Regions from separate parts of the Mus musculus genome. Here all the other regions are linked to region 2. A link is a contact called in public Hi-C and promoter capture Hi-C data. All regions are on one chromosome and are shown on one strand. The core of a region is the stretch at or near the end of the contact, and the rest is flanking DNA. Distances in the headings are between cores, read along the strand shown. Region 1 holds the start of Tram1 (translocating chain-associating membrane protein 1). Region 2 holds the start of Tmem70 (transmembrane protein 70). Region 3 holds the start of Slco5a1 (solute carrier organic anion transporter family, member 5A1). Region 4 holds the start of Ncoa2 (nuclear receptor coactivator 2).

Evidence for each region. Promoter capture Hi-C pulls out the DNA fragments that hold promoters and counts their contacts. Hi-C and Micro-C count contacts between places; a contact is called where the count stands out from the background.
Region 1: a promoter capture Hi-C map of liver shows a contact between it and region 2, with 2.6 times the contacts expected there. The contact joins the promoter of Tram1 here to the promoter of Tmem70 in region 2. A contact is called at or near these places in 3 of 39 promoter capture datasets (cranial neural crest, liver and pre-B cells) and 1 of 484 Hi-C or Micro-C datasets (B cells).
Region 3: a promoter capture Hi-C map of pre-B cells shows a contact between it and region 2. The contact joins the promoter of Slco5a1 here to the promoter of Tmem70 in region 2. A contact is called at or near these places in 1 of 39 promoter capture datasets (pre-B cells) and 1 of 484 Hi-C or Micro-C datasets (B cells).
Region 4: a Hi-C map of B cells shows a contact between it and region 2, with 5 read pairs. The contact joins the promoter of Ncoa2 here to the promoter of Tmem70 in region 2. A contact is called at or near these places in 2 of 484 Hi-C or Micro-C datasets (B cells and muscle stem cells).

The regions. Positions count from the first base shown.
Region 1 is chr1:13,588,444-13,591,506 of GRCm38.p6, reverse strand. Tram1 (translocating chain-associating membrane protein 1) reads left to right here and starts at 1,597. Exons shown (of 11, transcript NM_028173.5): 1 at 1,597-1,907. The coding sequence starts at 1,785.
Region 2 is chr1:16,663,254-16,666,467 of GRCm38.p6, reverse strand. Tmem70 (transmembrane protein 70) reads right to left here and starts at 1,277. Exons shown (of 3, transcript NM_027415.2): 1 at 963-1,277. The coding sequence starts at 1,160. It also overlaps the pseudogene Gm7654.
Region 3 is chr1:12,989,696-12,993,047 of GRCm38.p6, reverse strand. Slco5a1 (solute carrier organic anion transporter family, member 5A1) reads left to right here and starts at 1,913. Exons shown (of 9, transcript NM_172841.2): 1 at 1,913-3,352. The coding sequence starts at 2,553.
Region 4 is chr1:13,372,291-13,375,447 of GRCm38.p6, reverse strand. Ncoa2 (nuclear receptor coactivator 2) reads left to right here and starts at 1,365. Exons shown (of 23, transcript NM_008678.3): 1 at 1,365-1,510.

The DNA of each region.
Region 1 (3,063 bases), core at 348-2,847, 3.1 Mb after region 2:
TAGATGGGGAGCAAGTGGGAACTGACCTGGAACTAAGTAAAACACAATGTTAACCAGAAAGGAAAATAATAGCTAAGTCTAGTGCCCCGCTCTCTTGAGCCTTGAAGAAGCCCCTTGGATAATTGAGGTGGACGCCATCACCCTCCCAACAAATGAAACCTACTGGCTTTGCTTCCTCGTCAGCTGTCCTAAGCTTCTCCTCCTGGTGCTTCAGCTCCACTTAACACATTGCACTTTTAAAATATTTTAAAAAGATTCTCTCTCCAGCATGAGAATGTAAGCCCATAATGATCAGTTAATTTGACATTTCCCTTATGTTCTGAATCCCCAGTGAAGTTTCTACTAGGTCAACTCTCTATCCTTACTTGTTGAGCCAATGGATACATAAGTAAGGGAATTGAGCCTCATAGAAGTAACTTGTCTGTAGAAACACAGGCAATAAGTTGAGCATAATAATAAATTGACGCAATAACCACTTTTTTTTTTTTGATTTTTCAAAACAGGGTTTCTTTGTGTAGTCCTGGTTATCCTGGAACTCACTCTATAAACCAGGCGGGCCTCGAACTCAGAAATCCGCCTGCCTATGCCTCCCAAGTACTGGGATTAAAGGCCCGTGTGACCACTGCCGGCAGTAACCACCTTTTTAAACTACCATGATTACACTGGAAATGTAATATTCCAGGCCAGGCCCCCTCCTGGCTATACTATAGCGGTGGGAATAGGGAAAGAGACTGAATTGCCTGGATTTGGTGCTATATTAGATGTCAAAAGGCTAATAAAAAGATGCAACCTAGGATTTTAGCTTCTGGACTGGGCAAGTAGTGCACTTTTTCAGAAAAAAATAAATACCCCGGGTTAAACAGAAGTAGGAGAGTGGAGGATTTGGCAAGGGATCCCTTTTCACGATTTCTTGGGATTCCTAAGTAGTGTTAATACCATGTAACAAGTAAATCTAAACTTCCAGTGGGGACCGGGGAGTTGGACAGGACAGAAAAGAGCTTAACTCTGAGGTAAGCAAGCGTTTAACACTTAGGGGATTTTTGGTTTGGTTTGGTTTTGGTTTTTGATTTTTGACTTAGAAACAAGATGCTTCTATGTAGCCCTGGATGGTATTAAACTCAGAGCACTTCTCCTGCCTCAGCGTCCCAAACAATGGGACTACAGGAGTCAACCACTAGCTCATCCACAGCAACGTTGGAAGGCTCAAACTCGCGAAAAGCCCTTGAACAAGCAGGCTACTTCGTTTTTCCAAATTTTCTAGACGGTGGCTATCGCTTACACAAGTGGCCAACAAGTGTGGAACGTGGTAGCACCAAGGCCAGGGTGGGTCGGGAGGGCGCGAAGGCACCCAGCAGCCGTGCATGCTGCAGCAGCACGCGAAGGTATGAACCATTCCCAGGAAGCTCGCGCCCCAAACGACTCCCAACTCCCAGCGCGAAACCTCCGCGCGCCACTCGCGTTCCGCGACCTCCAGCCCACAGGGGGCGCTGTGGGCCACCAGGTGCGGCCACGGCGCGAGCGCGCGGTTTCTTCCTGGTGCGCATGCTCGCCACCGCTGCAGGCTGGCCTTTTTTTTTTTTTTTTTTTTTTTTTTTTTTTTTTTTTTTTTCTCGGGCCGCCCCGGCGGCTGCGTACTGGCTGTGGGATGGGAAGTGAAGCCCCAGCGAGCGGCTGCGGCGGGGCTGTGCGGAGCAGCCAGCGGGAGGCGGCGGCGCGGCGGTGAGCAGCCGAGAGCTCGGAGCGGGGCGGAGGAAGCACCTGCAGGCACAGGCGGCGGCTCCACCATGGCGATTCGCAAGAAGAGCAACAAGAACCCGCCGCTGCTGAGCCACGAATTCTTGCTGCAGAATCACGCGGACATCGTCTCCTGCCTGGCGATGCTTTTCCTGCTGGGGCTTATGTTCGAGGTGAGCCCTCCTTCCCGGACCCCGGACCCCTGGCCAGGCCCGCCGACCCTAGCGTACCCGGCCGGAGCTGCGCAGCCCCCCGCGGCCCTGCAGCCCTGGCCCGGTCCGGCCCGCCGCCCCCTCCCGCGCCGCGCAGTTCCTGCTTCCCGCGAAGGGTTACGTGGCAGCCGGCGAGGGGCCGGCGGGGGTGGCGGGCGCGGCCGTGCTGGCCCTGCGCGATGGGCGGACCCGGGGCCGGGGCAGCGGGGCCGGATGACTAACAGGGACCCCTGCTCGACCCCGACCCACGGCCTCGGCCGCTGCCTGCGCGGAGGGCGAGGACCGGGTGTTCGAACCCGGTGGCCCCCTGCCCGCCGACGGCCGCTCGTCCAACTTTCCGCCTGGGCTCTGGACTCTGGGTTCCCGGAGCATCGGGTCTGATCCCGATGCGAGGCTCGCAACAGCTGTGTTGAGGAGTTGAGCGATTTCCTTTCTTGAAGCAGAGGCGATGAGACTGTCAGGAGTGTGTAAATTCTCTTCCCACAGATCTGAGTATTTTGATGACTTATTTAACAGCTGTTGAATGTGGGTAATAAAGTTTGCAAGGTGAACCTGTAACATCCTACGGGTTTTTTTTTTTTTTCCACCTTCCTCAGTACTTCCGCCCACTCCCCTCCCCCTTCCATTTTTTTTTTTTTTATCTGTAAGCCACTGAGTCTCATTAAATATATTGATATATTGATGATTACCATTTTGTCTCCTCTCTCCCTGGCATGTAACCTAGTGAGGATAAATATTTTGTCATCCATTTTTACTAGTCTTTTTCCGCTGTGAAGAATCGAGCTTTAAAGGTTTGAGTTGAAAGCAAGGAACTAATGAAATGAGACAGCCAGTGATGAAAAGTGATTACGATTTTGTTTTTTGTTTTCCATGGAGCCAATTTGGTGTCATTAGATAATTTTCTATGTTATATGATGTTTTTTCTCTTCCAAAAGTCTTTTCTGAATCTACATGTAAGTACTTCTTGTTCTTGATAGTGTCACAGATGGTTGTAGCCACTTAACTAAGGAGGGTTGCAGGGTGAAGGGCAAATAGAACTAGTCAGAACGCTTACTAGATAACCCAACTCAGATACGCTGTTCATCCTCCCTTACATCGCTTGTACAGGCCTCACAGC
Region 2 (3,214 bases), core at 28-2,527:
CTAAAAATGAATTTCACATTGCTCACATTTAAAAATGTAAAAAGTATGCCTAATTTGTGTTGAAATTCAGTTAAGAGTCCAATATCTCGAGACCCTTGGCTATAGCACACACCTTTTATCTGTGAGTTTGAAGCCAGCACCAGCCTGGTCAACAGATCAGCCAGGGCTACACAGGGAAACCCACCCACAAGCAACTAACAACAAATAATTCAATTACCACTTTCAGCATTTCTTAAAAGTTTTTAAAATTCTTATATATTACAATGTAGCTTAATATACATAAAATTCTTGCCGAGCTACACCTTTAATCCCAGCACTCTGGAGGCAGTGGCAGGGGATATCTGAGTTCAAGGCCAGCTTGGTCTACAGAGCAAGTCCCAGGTTAGCCAAGACTACACATGAGAAACCCTGTCTCGAAAACCCACAAAATTCTTACATTTTATAGTATAGTTTAACATACTACGTACTTTGTTCAATAACATCCACACCCCACCTTTCACTCCGTAATCAAAGAAATTCCTAAAAACGGACAAGTAACACAACTTAGGAGGCTAGCTCCACGTGCTGCATCAATTTCTTAGCACTTAGCGCCCTTCTGACCTTTAGCTCTAGAGTAAGAAATAAGTCCCTGCGCAGCAGAGCAAATCTTTAATCCTAGAATGGGAAGTCAATAGGTAGGCGAGTCTCTGATTTCGAGGACAACCGGGTCTATATAGCGAATTCAGGACAGGTGAGTCTACAAAACTGGGACATCCTGTCTCTGAAAAACAACAAAAAGAACCATTTGTGGTGCTTTAATAGCCTTCGAAAGGAGAATCAATCCCTGGATTGACAGCAGCTGCGGACCCCGAGGTCGAGGCCTGCTCCTCCCAGGCCCGCACCGGGAGTGTCCCCTCAGCACTGGAGTTCCCAGACCCCATGCTGCGCCCGCTCCCCACCACCACAGCCTACGAACAGCCGACCTGCGCTCGCCCGGGTGGCCCGCAAGACTCGGCTAGCGCTAGATGCCCGCCGCTCCGGAGCCGCTCTGGCTCGGCTAGCGAGGCCGCACGCCAGAAAGCGATCCCGGAACCTCGGAGCGCGGCGGCCACACACCACGTCGTCCTCGTCCGGCCCGGCCATAGGCCCGCTGCCCACCGGCCGCCCAACCCCAACAGCATGCTGCGAGTTGGAGAAGGTGGCCGTCAGTTTCCAGCTGCGGCCAAGGACACCCAAAAGCGACTCCGCTCGACAGTGGCCCCCACAAGAGCGATGAGGCTCCGCCCCTTAAACGGAACACGCGGCCGGATTGGTGCGCGCGCGTGCGCAGAAAATGCGGCCGGCCTGCAACCTTCTCCACCTGGTGGGTTCCAGGCAGCAAATGACCCAAAACCCCAACTCCCTGCTTAAGATGATGGGCTTCAACCGAATTCCTAGTATTTGGTCGGCTTTTGACCGTGTGCAAGGACAGAGTGTGTAGGCATGTGAAAAAGACAGTGACCAGAAGCCTAGTTAAATACTTCGTTCTCATGAAAGTCACTTTATAGGTCCTAAAACTGGTTTGGGAAAATGATTTAGCTTCGCAGAAGTAATTGTAGCATATCAGCCCAAAAGGAATGTAGTTTAAGGTACTTAATGTTATAATGTTTAAATACTTTGTATGCTATGATATGATATTAACAAAATGAATGAATGATTTAGTCCCAGCACTTGGGAGACAGAGACAGGCGCATTTCTGAGTTCGAGGCCAGCCTGGTCTACAGAGTGAGTTCCAGGACAGCCAGGGCTACACAGAAAAACCCTGTCTCGGGGGAAAAAAAAAAAAAAAAAGATTTAATGATTTAACTTAATTCCACCACTGAGATAGGAGAAAATGGAATTTTTTCACATAATTTTCGATTTTGTTGACAGATTTTTTTTTTTCCCCATTAAAAACGTCGTATCCGAGCTGGGTGTGGTGGCGTACGCCTTTAATCCCAGCACTCGGGAGGCAGAGGCAGGCGGATTTCTGAGTTCGAGGCCAGCCTGGTCTACAGAGTGAGTTCCAGGACAGCCAGGGCTATACAGAGAAACCCTGTCTCGAAAAAAAACAAAAAAACAAAAACAAAAACCAAAGGAACAAACAAACAAAGCCCCCATCATGTCCAAGGTGGGGAGTGTATCTTGCCTAGCACGGACTGACATAGAAGAATCTACAGTGTTGCAAATCCAGAGCCAATTTATCATGGGCCATTTGCAGATCTCTTAGTAGCCTTAATGTATTGTCCTCCTGTGTACCTAACATCTTCACGACCTTCAGCTGGAACACACCGAGTTCAAGCTTTCATTTGGAATGCACAGGGTATTAGTTTTCCGAGTACTGTCAAATAGCACCTGAAGCCTAAAACAGGTTTCCCCACTTTTAAAAAACGTACCTAACCATCCCACTAATGTAGAAACCTGTCTTGACTGATGATTTTCTTTGTTCTGTTACTATAAAAAAGCTTCATGAAACTACTTCCATGTTGAAACATGGAACATGGGGACAGGGGGTGACATAAATCTGTGTTTCCAAGCCATGATCACTCATTTGGTTCTAGAATAAGTTCTCTTTTCTCTCCATTGAGGTGAGAGTTTTTTGAATCAACACTATACCTTTCTCCCAAAGGCAGATGATACTTAGTGCCTATTGCACAGGACTTAGACAGGAGTAGAGGGAGCACTGTAACGGCATAAATTTGGGAACTCATGGTGCAAATGTGTAATAGGACATGCATCTAAAAATACACGAGACTACCTCTAACTGGAATCTCTGTGTTCTAGGTCAGGTCAGACATTCAGGTCATAATGCCTGAAATAAATACCAACCATCTTGATGAAAAATCAGTTTACTTTGTAGCAAAGATGTGTATTCTTATTGATGAAAATGGCAATAAAATTGGAGCTGACACCAAGAAAAACTGTCACCTGAATGAATCCATCAACAAAGGATTATTACATCCACCGAGCATTTAGTGTCTTCTTGTTTAATAATGAAAATAAGCTCCTGTTACAGCAGAGATCAGATGCTAAAATTACCTTTCCAGGTTGTTTCACCAATAGTTGCTGTAGTCATCTATTAAGTGTCCAGGTGAGCTGGATGAAAACAATGCCATTGCTGTGAAGCGAGCAGCACAGAGGTGCTTAAAAGCAGAGTTGGGAATCCTCTTGGAAGAGGTTGATCTAAATGAAATCAGTTACCTAACAAGAATTTACT
Region 3 (3,352 bases), core at 664-3,163, 3.7 Mb after region 2:
GGGAGAGGGCAAGACAAGTTTCCCTAACATTAGGGATCTTGTTCCACTTTGGTCCCCAGAATCTGCTATGGTAGAAAAGACATGGTGTGTGGTGAACATGGTAGAAGCCAATAGAAGTATTTCACATGAGATGGTCTTTCTGTCCACCTTGGTGACTTAAAGACACCCGCACCCTTGGGGCTTCAGTGCGGTTCGTCTTCCCACTGTACAGATGAAGGGCAGCGGGGTGGCTGGTTGCCTGAGGGCTGGGCTGGGTGGCTGCCCGCGCGCCTGCGCCCTCTGCTGCTCCGGTCCTGGCGCGTCTCTGTGCGTGTGTGTCTGCCTGGGGAGAAGAGGCTTGGGTGACAGGCCAGAGGTTGGGGGAAGAGTTAGCCAGCTCGACTCGCAGTCTCACTCCCTGATTTCTCGGCGGCGGGACCGAGACGGTCTCCGCAGGCGGCTGGCCCATCTTCCCCCACCGCTGCCGTCCTACAGCGGCTGATCCTCTCCCAGCCCGGCAGATTGGTCGTCACCCTCGCTAGTGAGTTGCGAAAGCTTGTGCGCCTAGCAGAGCGGCGAGCTGTGCCTGGCGGTTCTGTCCTCCCACCGGCTGTGTGTGTGTGTGTGTGTGTGTGTGTGTGTGTGTGTGTGTGCGTGCGCGCGCGCGGAGGGGATGTCCCTAGGATTCCGCGTTGGTTCCGAGAGCTCGGGGCGGGGATCCGCGTGTCCATCCCATGCGAGTCTGCGTCGCGATGCGGCTGCTCCCTCAGCCAGGGGCTCCGACGCCGGGATTCCCCAGCTCGGCGTGCAGCCACGGGTGGAGTTCCCCGGGAAGGCGCAGGGGTGAGCGGGCGGAGCCCAAGTGCCGGCTTGCAAGCCACTGGCAGTCCGGTCCTGAACAATACTGGGAGATGTTGTAGCCGCCTCTCTCATCTTTTTTCTTTTCGCAGCAGCATCACAAAAGCTCAGAACGAAACCCAACGCAGCAGAACCCCAATGCCTCCCATCTGGTGCACTTCGCCGCCGGGGCAGGAGGAGTATAGGGTTCCCCAAGATTAGGGATGGGGTTTACAGCGGAGGCGCACCTGTATTAGCGCTCGCTGAATTCAAACCAAGCGCTGGCTCGCACAAAGTGAACTCGTGTGTGTGTGTGTGTGTGTGTGTGTGTGTGTGTGTGTGTGTGTGTTATACTTCAGGCCTTCGCACACCTCACGCTCTCAGGGTGTGCTTGGCAAATAGCACACCTCCGGGCCGGCGTGCCTGTGTTGAGCCGTTTCGGTGGGCTCCCCGCGCACGCTGTGCCAGCTTGCCAGCGTCTCTTTGTTTGGTGTGGCTTCACTCAACCATTTGCAAAGCAAATTGATTTTCGGTTTCGCTCAACCTTGCGCTCTGGGACTTAACGTGGGCCACAGCCTCGAATGCCCTCGTTACTTGTAATTGAATATAGTTCTTTCCGGCAAGGGGCTATTTTTAGTGTAGAGAATAACCACGCAAGCATGTTGATCCCCTCCCCCCACGCGCTGTCTTTGACTTTAAGTAGGTGTTTGATGGAGCGGACGCATTCACATCTCGTCGCGCACACGTGCCAGTGTACAAGTGTGCACACATATTTCTACACGTAGTTTTCTTTCTACCGCTTAAAAATGTATTTTAAAATTTGAGACCAGGAATGTATTGTGTGCTTGTAAAAGGAAAAAAAAAACTTTCCTTTGTTCTTCTGGGAATCTTCTATTTTGAGTCATGGAGTAGGAGTACCAGAAGGTTGCTATTAGTTCACTCGAATAAAAGACACTGCCTTCTGAGTCAGAGCTGCCAGGCTGATAATTATTAACATATAAAAGCAAACGCACTGTTTAAGGCAAAAGGGGCGGGGCGGGGGCAGGCCCGCCGCAGACAATGAGCGAGAGTCTTGGCGGACCGCCTGCTGCTCATTGTTCCGGGACTTGAGGCTGCAGTCTCTGCAGGTCCCTCCTGCACGGTTCAGCTCCTGGCTAGCACCTCGGTCCCTCTGGGGTCCACGAGGTTACTTAGCACTAGTCACCGGACCCCGGGTTGCCAGCCCCAAGTGCATCCGTCCCTCTGACCATCAATTCTCTGCTTTACAGGTCGGCAGCTTCACGACCCTGTGTGTCACAAGCCTTGCGGTGGGCACCGAACACCCCTGGAGCCACAAAGTGGGATGTTGTTCGGACAGTTGCGCTAAGAGACCCCACACTGGGCCCAGGTCGCTCTAGCTTCTGGCCACCGTCTGAGAGGCGGCGGCGGAGGGGATGAGCACCGGACGCGCAAAGCGCCTACCGCGAGCTATCCCTGAGAGTGGACACCAAGCAGGACTCCTCGAAGGACCGCGTGGACCTTTACCTCCCCCGGTACAAGGTGGCTTCTTGTTGTGCCTCGGGTCAGGATGCTCTGGGCACCTCCCTGCTGCTGAGATGTTTTGCTTCCAGGCTCTGCCATCCCCAGCCCGGGTCTCAGGAGGAGACGACTGAGTGGGCCGGGCATCAGCCCCTCGTTCAGGTGGATGAAAAGTGCCGGAGGCCTTATATGGAATCAGCGATCACATTTTAAGAGCCATGGACGAAGGGGATGCGCAGTCTCGGGCCCAACAGCAGCTAGAGGCACCGTCTTCGGTTGGAGCTGTCCAAGAGAAGTGCGAGTCAGAGTCCTTCAGGTCTAAGAGTTTACCGGTCCTGCACAGCGCCTCCTGCCGGCAGAATTTCAGTGCTGGGAATGCAGATGGCAAACTGGCCTTGGGTTGCAATGAAGCTCCAGGTCGCCAGGAGACGCATCTAGGACGGAACTTGATAGTCCCCAGCCCTTCTGCTCCATCCACTTCGGCAGGCACTACAACGGAACTCATGGACTGTAACCACAGGATGGACCCCAGCAAAACTGTGTCAGTATCTTCCACTTTGGCCACACTCCAGGAGAGAAGGTGTCTCTACGTGGTCCTTACGGATTCTCGCTGCTTCTTAGTGTGCATGTGTTTTCTGACTTTCATCCAGGCGTTAATGGTCTCTGGGTACCTGAGCAGTGTCATCACCACCATCGAAAGGCGCTATAGCTTGAAGAGTTCTGAGTCAGGGCTGCTGGTCAGCTGCTTTGATATAGGAAACCTGGTGGTGGTGGTGTTCGTCAGCTACTTTGGTGGCCGTGGGCGAAGGCCCCTATGGCTGGCAGTGGGTGGACTTCTTATTGCCATCGGGGCTGCGCTCTTCGCTTTACCTCACTTTATCTCACCCCCCTATCAAATCCAAGAGTTGAACGCTTCGGCCTCCAACGATGGCCTTTGTCAGAATGGCAACTCCACAGCCATCTTGGAGCCTCCTCCCTGTCCCAAGGACTCGGGAGGAAATAGTCACTGGATCTACGT
Region 4 (3,157 bases), core at 116-2,615, 3.3 Mb after region 2:
AATGTTAACATTTGTTACAGCTTTCTAAATATTTTCTAGCTATAGCCAAGTAGGCATATACTTTTCTTTTTCTTTGTCATAATAAACTGGAGCTAAAAAAAAAATACGATCAAAAAGCATGTTTTGCAATTAATGGACCTGGGCTCAAATCTTGCCCACCTTGCTTACTGTGTAACTCTACAAAAATTACTTCTTTAGGTTTCAATGTTTTATGAGGTATAAAAATAGCAATTACTTCGTAAGGTTTGAGGATTAAAATTTGGAGTGTGTGTGAATCACTTAATGCAGTGCCAAGTCGTTACAGTTCAATAAACACTTATTGTCTATGGCAAGTGACCTTTCATAAGAGTTAAAATAAGGAAACGTGTTCCTGTCATATTTTGATAACTTCCGTTAAGCAAACAAATGTTGCTCATTTCTTTCAACTAATTATATCTAAATGGAAAAGAAGTTGCTTTTCCAGTTAAAAACCAAACAACATTTAAACGTGAAAACTCCTCCACGTCTCCTTAATCCCAATACTCCATTGAGGATTTGATAATGGATTCCCCAATTAAAAAACAAAACAAAACTTTTGTTGTCTCACTGCGTGCGGAGAACACTCCCCTCGGTCTTTCTAAATACTGAGCAGCCTTTGCTTTGTCAGGCAATCCCGGGGTGGTACCCCGGTAAGTTCGCCTCCCGCGGTCACGCCCCTCTATCCCCTCCAGAGACCTCAGGGACAGCAATTGGGGAGGCGTATCCACGAAAAAACCGAGGGGACATGGTGGCCAAGGAGTGCGCCCCGGAACAGCGTCTGGGTGCAGAGGTGCGCCCGAGGGGTGCAGGCTGCCGGCTACCGGGCCCTGCCTGAGCGCGCGCGGGAGGCACCTCTGGGACTAGGTTTTCCGCGACCTTCTCGCCGCAGCGTCCCTGCCGTCGGAGGCGCGGCAGTCCCTTGGCCTCCACCCCCAGGCCCGGGCCAGTCCCCCTTTTTAGCTTTCTTTTGGGCATTGCCCTTTGCCCTCGCATGGAGTCCTCTGTTGACTCTCCCTTCACTTCCAGTCACCCATAGGTCACGGTCCCTAGACCACAGCCACCCATCTTGTCCAACTCCCCGAGCTCTGAAGTCTCGCCAGCCAGGGAGATGCTGAGGACCCCGCGGGTGGGGTAGCCCCGGTGTTCCCGGGCCCACGCTCGGGGGCGCGGGACGCAAGTTTCCGCCCGGTCCCCTGAGCGGTGACAGCGTTCGCTCGGAGGCGGCGGGGAGGCGGAGGGCGGGCCAGCCCCGTGCCCGAGCCCCCTCCCCTGCTCGCGAGCTCGCGCGGTCTGTGTCTCTCTCCGCAAGTGCAGAGCCGCGGAGGAGGAGGGGGAGGAGGAGGAGGGAGCTGGGGGAGGATCTCCATTGAAATAAACAACCAGGCAGCAGTTATTAACACGGGAACATGGCGGCCGCAGCCTGGGCTCCCGCGGCGGCGGCGGAGGTCAGCGCCGACGGCAGCCCGCACCTGACGGCGTGACGGCCACATTGGTAAGCGCGCCTCCCCTGGGGGCTCACGGGCGGCGGGCGGGGGGCGCCGCATTCCCACCCGGGCCGCTGCCCTTGGTGCGCGCAGCCCGGCGGAGCCGCGCGCCGGCCGGCCGGGCAGGCTGTTGTTGTGTGCGGGCACCGCTGCCCAGGCGTGCGGAGCCCGCGACGCCCATCCTCGAGGCGCGGCCGAGCCGGGGACTCGGCTCCCGGGGGGAGGGGGGAGGGCGGGAAGACGCCGAGTCCCCGGGAGAGAAAGGAGGCGCTCGGGCGCCGGGCGAGAGAGCTCGGGAGACGAGCCCTGGAGCGCGAGGCGGGTGGAGGCTGCAGCCCGCGGCGCCGGCCGAGAGGTGAGCACCAGGCTGGGAAGCGGCGGTTGTGCCGCGGGCCCCTGCTCCGGCCCCCTCGAGGCTGCGCGGCGCAGCCCGGGCAGGCGGGGGAAGCCCGGGCCGGCGGGCGCAGTCGCGGCCGGTGCTTTCTTCCCGGGAGGCGTGCGGCCACTGCTGCACGGGTGGGAGCCGGCCGAGGGGAGGCAGGACCTGGGAAGTGCCGGGGGTGTGTGAAGGTGACGCGGCCGGCAGGGGCGGCGGCGGGGGCTCGGGCGTCTGGGGGGCCTCGGGCTTGGGTGGCTTCGGGGCGGTAGCGCTCGGGCCGCGCAGGCCGGGCCGCGGTGGGGGCGGGGAGCCGGGGTCGGGCGGCGGCGGCGGTGGCGGCGCCGCGCCGGGCTCGCCCCTGACTTAACTTTCTGGGTGCGGGCATGTGTGCCGGAGGCGCGCTGGGGCCGCGGCCGGGGGCGGGAGGCGGGCTGCGGGCCAGGAGGTTCCGGGTTGGCTCGCCAGCGCCCCCTCTTCCGTACCCCTTCTGCGGCCCCTGCAGGGACAGGCCCTCGGGGGCCCCCCGCGGGAAGCGGGAGGGGTCCTGGCGGCCCTCGCGCCCCGGTCACGCCCTGGGCCGGGGACCCTCCTCTCCGGGCCCCTGGAGGCTCCCGGGGAGGCGTCCAGGGTCGGCGCCGCGGGCTGGAGTGCCCGCACCCCGCCCCTGGGGGAGTCCTGGAGGCGCCGCGGCCGCGCTCGGGGGTGGCTCGGTCCCTGCTTCCATGGTCCCTCCCTTTCCCCTCCCCCAAGTGGCTTCCGGGGCCTGCGGACTGAGGGGCGGGAATCGGGGACCCGAGCCCCTTACTCTCCGGGAGTGACGTTGGGCCTCAAGCCTAGAGGGCCTGTCACTGGCAGGGGAAACTTTCCCAAACCCGAGCCTGAGCTCGAGCACCCTCCTCCGCCACCTCGTCCTCTAATCCCACTCCCACTCCACCTCCTCCGACTCCTTCCCCTCCCACCGACCCGAATCTGGCTGTGCCTGACTGATGGGGCAGTGAGCCAATGGAAGGCAGGAACTGACCTGCCGGGTACCGGTAAGCCAATGGTGGGAGCCAGAGGCAGGAAGGAGGCGGGGTTTCTTCCGTCCAGTTAGGGCTGAGTTGCAGGCGGGGCGGGGGAGCCTTGGAGACGCCGCGAGCCCTCCACTCTGGCGCGTCCCTTGGTCACCCGCACCTGGGTTTGTGGAATAGTGTCACTCACAGAATCTGTGACCCGGGGAGACCTGCATAGGTGCGCGAAGATATTGCTTTTCTCTGGTGCTGCGAGAGGCGTTGTT